Regions from separate parts of the Mus musculus genome. Here region 2 is linked to region 1. A link is a contact called in public promoter capture Hi-C data. All regions are on one chromosome and are shown on one strand. Each heading gives the region's core, a stretch centred on a gene start, on an enhancer-like site or on the middle of the called end of the contact. The rest is flanking DNA. Distances are from core to core; before and after follow the strand shown.

The links. Promoter capture Hi-C pulls out the DNA fragments that hold promoters and counts their contacts.
Region 2: a promoter capture Hi-C map of liver shows a contact between it and region 1, with 2.1 times the contacts expected there. The contact joins two enhancer-like sites. A contact is called at or near these places in 1 of 39 promoter capture datasets (liver) and 1 of 115 datasets of contacts at active chromatin or transcription factors (pancreatic cancer cells).

What each region holds. Positions count from the first base shown.
Region 1 is chr17:86,770,577-86,773,549 of GRCm38.p6, forward strand. All of the region lies in intron 1 of Epas1 (endothelial PAS domain protein 1), which reads left to right. Among named protein-coding and RNA genes, the nearest start is that of Epas1, 18 kb to the left of the region's middle. Within about 2 kb of position 1,640, at least 12 of the 459 cell types and tissues checked have an H3K27ac peak or open chromatin away from gene starts, as enhancers often do. A contact at or near this core is called in liver, where this site is marked.
Region 2 is chr17:87,297,734-87,300,867 of GRCm38.p6, forward strand. All of the region lies in intron 3 of Ttc7 (tetratricopeptide repeat domain 7), which reads left to right. Among named protein-coding and RNA genes, the nearest start is that of Gm52284, 7.7 kb to the right of the region's middle. Within about 2 kb of position 1,333, at least 95 of the 459 cell types and tissues checked have an H3K27ac peak or open chromatin away from gene starts, as enhancers often do. A contact at or near this core is called in liver, where this site is marked.

The DNA.
Region 1 (2,973 bases), core at 390-2,889:
ACCAGCAATATTAGCTGTATTAAGTTCTGCTTACTGATGCATCTTCATGAGACTCCCATTCACTACCCGTCCAGGCTCAAAAAGCAAGTGGTAACTGGCCCAACAATTATTTCCAAACCTGAAAAGCAATGTCTCCCCTGAAGTTCTGACCAGTATGCTCTGGAGTCCCAGAAATAACTGCAAAATCAAAGGCTGGTGCCTGTGTGAGCCTTTCTGTAGGCTTAGAGTAATTCCCATGATTACACAGGAGAAGGCTGCTTCGATGACAGCTCTGAGGGCTGGGCCTGGTCTCACTTTGGGGAAAAAAAACTCCATCTATCCACAGGGCCGTGTGTGAGTTAAGCCAGGAGCCCACTGGCTGGCAGAGCAAGTTTAACTTTGGCTTTCCAGTGCTCAAGATTTCAGGGAGGCTCTATTTAAATTTTACTTGGCTGTCACCCTTCTGAAAATTTGTAGCACTATCCGTATCTTTAAGGAAGTGACCTTTCCCCGTCCTTGTCCTTGTTAGCATGACATGAGAACTTGGAAGCGTCCATGGTGACCTGCTTCCAGTTTGATTATTGAAAACAAAACAAAACCATGCATAGATCCGGGGTTTCTGACTTACCTCTGGAAACTGTACTTTCTACAGGGTGGCCATGAGAGTTTGCAGGCCACCTGCTAAAAGTTGACAACCTGAGAGTCTGCAGTAGACAACACACACAGCATGCTTCTGTGTTGGATCTGAGTGTCTCCTGCATCTGTCTGTTTTCTTTGCTTCTCCTTTAAACTGGGTTAACCATCCTCCATATTGGTACTGGGGATAGATAGCACCCAGGGCCTCACAGATTGCTAGAAAAGTGCTCTACCAATGAGCAACGTCCTCTGCTCAATGAGTGTGTGTGTGTGTGTGTGTGTGTGTGTGTGTGTGTGTGTGTGTGTAAATATCAGAAACTTGGTTAAATAAATATATGTAACATACAATATACTTATATAATATATGTGTATATATTATATATCTCCATCCCAAAGTTCTCTGTTTGAGACTGGACTTAATACTTCCCGTTGGGAATTGCTTATAAGGTTTTACTTTTTAGTAAAGAAAAGTTGTTTGTTTCCTAAACTCTCTGGCTTAAACTTTTTACTTAAGTCAAAAAGCAAGAGAATACCTCTCGGCTTGAATACCTTTATTTTTAAAGCTCAAGAGTCTTTTTTAAAACAAAAACTTGCTACAGAACTTGGCACCAGGGGACTGCAAGGATTTACCTTATTTTGATGATAGCTGCCTGCAAACGATCTATTAGAATAATCTGCATAATTGCAGTCTCCCCTTCAGTTTATTCAGCCTGCACTCCCTAGTCTAGATTTACTGGCCAGACTGTTATTACATCAAATTCCTTGATGCTGTATTCCTGAGGACTGATGGAACTAAGAGTTACAGAGAGGAATCAGCGACCTTTGTCTGCTTTTCAGAATTCTTCAGAACATACTGATTTAGCCAGGGGCTTTTGCGATTGCTCTCCTTACTGGGTCAGTACCTGATTTTGCTGGGTTTCTGGCCACACATGTGCGTTTGGGAAGCAGGATAGATAGGGCGAGAAACCTGAATTGGCAGTCAGAGTTATGAAACAGGACTTTGTTACAATTGATAGGTCTGTACAGTGGACGCACAGCAGCTGTTGGCATGGTAACTCCTACGTGGCAGAGTGCATGGAGCCCGCAGATGACTTTAGCAGCGCTCCGTGTTAATTTGATAAATGGCTTTTTTAATAGTAGTTTGTGGGCTAATGGAAAGATTGAAGCGAACCCTCGTTAATGGAAGGGAGGATGGAGATTTTGAAGCCACTGGGTGAAGTCGGAGAGTCCCAGCCAAGTCTCCATTTTCAGCTCAGTGTCTCTTTTCATGTGCCTGAAGTGTGGCAAACCAAAGTACAGTAGGGAGCCTGCCTTGAGAGTAGGCATCGGCCCTGGGCTCCGGCTTACGAGTGAAGAGGCTTCAGGGTCCTTATTCAATACAGTTGCTTTGTGCAGGGGCTTAGCTTAGGGCCACTGTAAGAAGTCTACATTGTGTTTTCTTTTTCCTTAGTGGTAATGGGGCAGGGGTTATGGTGGCCGACAGGTCTGGCATATTTAGCCGTTTGGTTGGTTGTATTGTGGTTATTTGGGTTCTCAGAGGGGTTGTTTATTTTTGTCTCTGGTTTGTTTGTTGACATAGGGTCTCGTAACCCAGGCTGGCCTCAGATGCCCTACATATATATATCTCTGAGGATGACCCTGGACCTCTGATCCTTCTACTGCCAGCTCCAGGGTGCTGGGGTCATAGGCGTGAACCACCTTGCCTAGCTAATGTGGTATCGGGGATTGAACACAGAGCTTCTGCCTGCTAGATGACACTCTATCAATTAACGGCATCTCCTCCTGGTTTCGGCCATCTTTCATTGTGTGAGAATACATAATCACACCACACTGCTGGCCCACTCAAGGAGCCTCTCTGCAACCCACACTGAAGCTCTGCGTTCCTTATATAGCGCTCGACAAACACCTCTGGGGGATGGATCTCCTCACTGTGTTGCCAAAGCAAAACCTGGGGTTTTTTGCCTTTCTGGCAAGTTCCCAGGAGACGCGGACATTACCGGTTCTCAGTCCACATGCTGAGAACTTGGTGCTTTACACTAATGCGGAGAAAATTGGGAACAAGACATAAAGAGGCCAAATGACTTGCACCTTAATGGCTAAGGATGATGGAGCTTGAACTTGAACGTGGCTAGGGCCTCTAAGGCACCTGCTGTCTCTGTCTTATCAGCAATGGCAGAAGTGCAGTGGCTGGAGCATCCCAAGGGTACCTTCTGCCATCCCAAGGGTACACGGTGTATTAATCTGTCACAGTCAAGTTCAGAGGTGGCCTCGGAAGCCTGCTGCTCACAGCCTTCTCTGCGTGCGCATTGGAGTTGGTTTTCCCCTGGGCTAACCTACAATGGAGACAGTACCAACAAA
Region 2 (3,134 bases), core at 83-2,582, 530 kb after region 1:
CTATGGTCTAGTGTGAGCAGAACACCCCAGACATCCTATGGTCTAGTGTGAGTGAAACACCTCAGGTGTCCTATGGTCTAGTGTGAGTGAAACACCTCAGGTGTCCTGTGGTCTAGTGTGAGTGAAACACCTCAGGTGTCCTGTGGTCTAGTGTGAGTGAAACACCTCAGGTGTCCTATGGTCTAGTGTGAGCAGAACACCCCAGACATCCTATGGTCTAGTGTGAGTGAAACACCTCAGGTGTCCTGTGGTCTAGTGTGAGTGAAACACTTCAGGTGTCCTATGGTCTAGTGTGAATGTTGAATGGAACTGAGCATAACTGGATGTAGGGACATCTTCAGGTTTCCCTTACTACCTCAGCGGGAGAAAGCGTCTATGGAAAGTCTTCATCCCTCTGACCTGGTGATGCCCATTATGATGAACCACAGCTAGACTGTTGGCTTGGGCAGGGCCGAGATTCCCTTGTTTGATCTTCTGGTCTCCTCAGAGGGAGATCAGGGTGCTGGTACCACAGTAGGTCAAAGGAATAGAGGGTAAAGCTCTGAGGCCAGGCTGCCATGGCTCTCTCAGGTCACATTCGGAACAGCATAGTCACCATATGAGACCAGCCTTCTCTGACTCTAGCTTTGGGCTCATCCCCTTTGTTCAAGAGGTACCGGTGGGAGCCACCATGGGAGAGGGGCTGCCTGACTGTAGAGCCTTTCCCAGTGAGCTAGGAAGGTGATCTGAACCTGGAATGGACCATTGGTAGCTACAAGCAAGGTGAGAGCCCAGGGAAGTGGGTGATGGCCATGTGGGGGAGGGGCAAGCTGTCCCACTGAGAGGGCCTTGGGAACAGAGAGCTGGCAGAGAGGCTCAGGTATCTTGGTTGGTGTCCTAGAGGTTTGAACGAGGGTTGCCCCACCATAGAGTGTTCCATGGTCTGCTCCCCGTTTCAAAGGTCTAAGTCTGAGACCTCCATGGGCCCAGGGAACAGCTGCCCTCTTTTCTGAATGTCTAAGCCCTGAGGTTTTAACTAGCTCTAAGATACTTCAAGGCCTGTTCTAAGCATCCTGGGCCTGCAGTGGTTAGGCACCCGAAGGCTCAGAGTGCTGTTTGGCACTCTCTTCAAGCCTGCCCCATCCATTTTCCTGGTACCTCAGTGTGCTAATGCTGGAGACCCCTTGAGCCTTCCAGATCTTAGCTGTTGCTTCCTGATTTGGGAATCACTGTTGCTCCGCCTATGGTGGGATTCGGGATAAGGATAGACGGGTCCCTCAGGGCCAACACTGCCCTGTGCTTCAGCCAAACTGGTTCCATTTCTCCTGCCCAGATTTAGGCAGGCCAGCTCATTAGCTCTGAAGAAATGTGACCTTCGTCCACATGTAGTGAACTCTGGGGGAGGAGGGATACAGATTAAGCAGCTATGAGAGCTCTGGGGCCCGAGCCAGCCCACTTCCTCCTCAAGGACTTAGGTGTGCCGATGGTGGTTGTTTCTAGTCACTTCCTGCTAGTGCAATCCTAAGATACCCTGTTCTCACTGGGGAGTCTATGGCTTCTTAAGCTGCTCCAGGACATGGTAGCATATCTGGTTTTATTTTTGCTGTGTTTTGCCCTGGTGTGACAGGAATTAGGTGTTGGCGTTGGCTTCTTTCCCATGGTGTAGGTTGTCTGGCTTGTGGAGAAGGGATACCACTGCCTTTGCCCCAGGCTGTGGGCCCCAGAGTAAGGGGCTGGCTTCCAGCTAGGGGGGGGGGGCTGAGGAGAAGGCTGGGTGTGCTCACTGCCCGCTTACCTAGCATGTGCTAAATGCCAACTGGGCTGAGAGACACCAACCAGGCTAAAGATGCTGCTTCTTCTTCTGACTGCGCCAGTGAAGGCAGGGTGGCCCCATCGGCGGGAGGTCTCGGGCTGGGGAGGCAGAGACATGTGGCAGCCCCCTTTTTTGTTAGTTTTCTCAATACTGTAACCAAATACCTGACAGGAGCCACTTAAGGGAGGAGAGGTTTCCTTTGGCCCTGGTATGAGAGGGTGCAATCTGTCACAGTAGGAATAGATAGTATGGCAGAGTAGCTTGGTCCCTGGTGTCTTAGTTAGGGTTTTACTCCTGTGAAGAGACACCATGACCGTGGCAACTCTTGTAAAGGGCATTTAACTGGGGCTGGCTTACAGGTGCAGAGGTTCAGTCCATTAGCATCAAGGTGGCAGGCATGGCACAGGAGGAACTGAGAGTTCAACATCTTGTTCTGAAGGCAATCAGAAGACTGGCTTCCAGGCAGCTAGGACGAAGGCCTTAAAGCCCATACCCACAGTGACATACTTCTTCCCACAAGGCTCCAAATAGTAGCACTGCCCGGGTCAAGCACATTCAAAACACCACACCTGGTGACAGAAGCCTGCTGGCTCACACTGGCTGATCAAGGAGTAGAGAACTGGACAAGAATTGAGGCCAGGCAGCTATACCTTCTTTTGTGACAGTTTGCCAACTTCCTGAGATGGCACCACCAACTAGTGGATATTTGAACACAGGAGCCTGCATGGGGCATTTCACATTTAACCCATAACACTCTCCTCAGAAGGAGTTGGGGTGTGGGCTACAGGTAGGGCTTGGGGAGTGCATTTGAGAAGTCAGTGTGCATACGTGGACCTCCCTCCAGCAGGCTGATAGCTCAGCCATCAGACACTCCAGTGGTAGGTGAGAGAAGAGCCTGGGGTTTGGAGAGCCTTGGTGGGTGCTGAGAGCAAAGGACTGCCATCTGCTCTCCATTCTGGGGTTTTTACCTCACAGGTCTTGAAATGAATCTGCTCTTCCCCGAGTTAGCGCTCCTCACCCGCGAGGCTGGAAGAGAAGCGTGCTTACTGGGCAGTCATTGTGAGCATCATAGCAACGCCTTTTCTTTATGTTTGCTTTAGTTACGTGGCCCCATCACAAGTTAGGCTTTAGTAATCCCTCCCCACTTTTTGCTTGGGAAAACGAAGACTTCGGTTATATTTTGAGATATATCCTTCTAGTCACTTTGTCTTACTAATTTATCTGGACTTTTGAAAAATAAAAGTAAGTCCACACCCGATGCCGTGACTCCTGTCGTAAACAGCTAATAACTCACAAGGTACAGTGGCGCGTTCCCGCAATCCCAGATGCTGCAGAGGCCGAA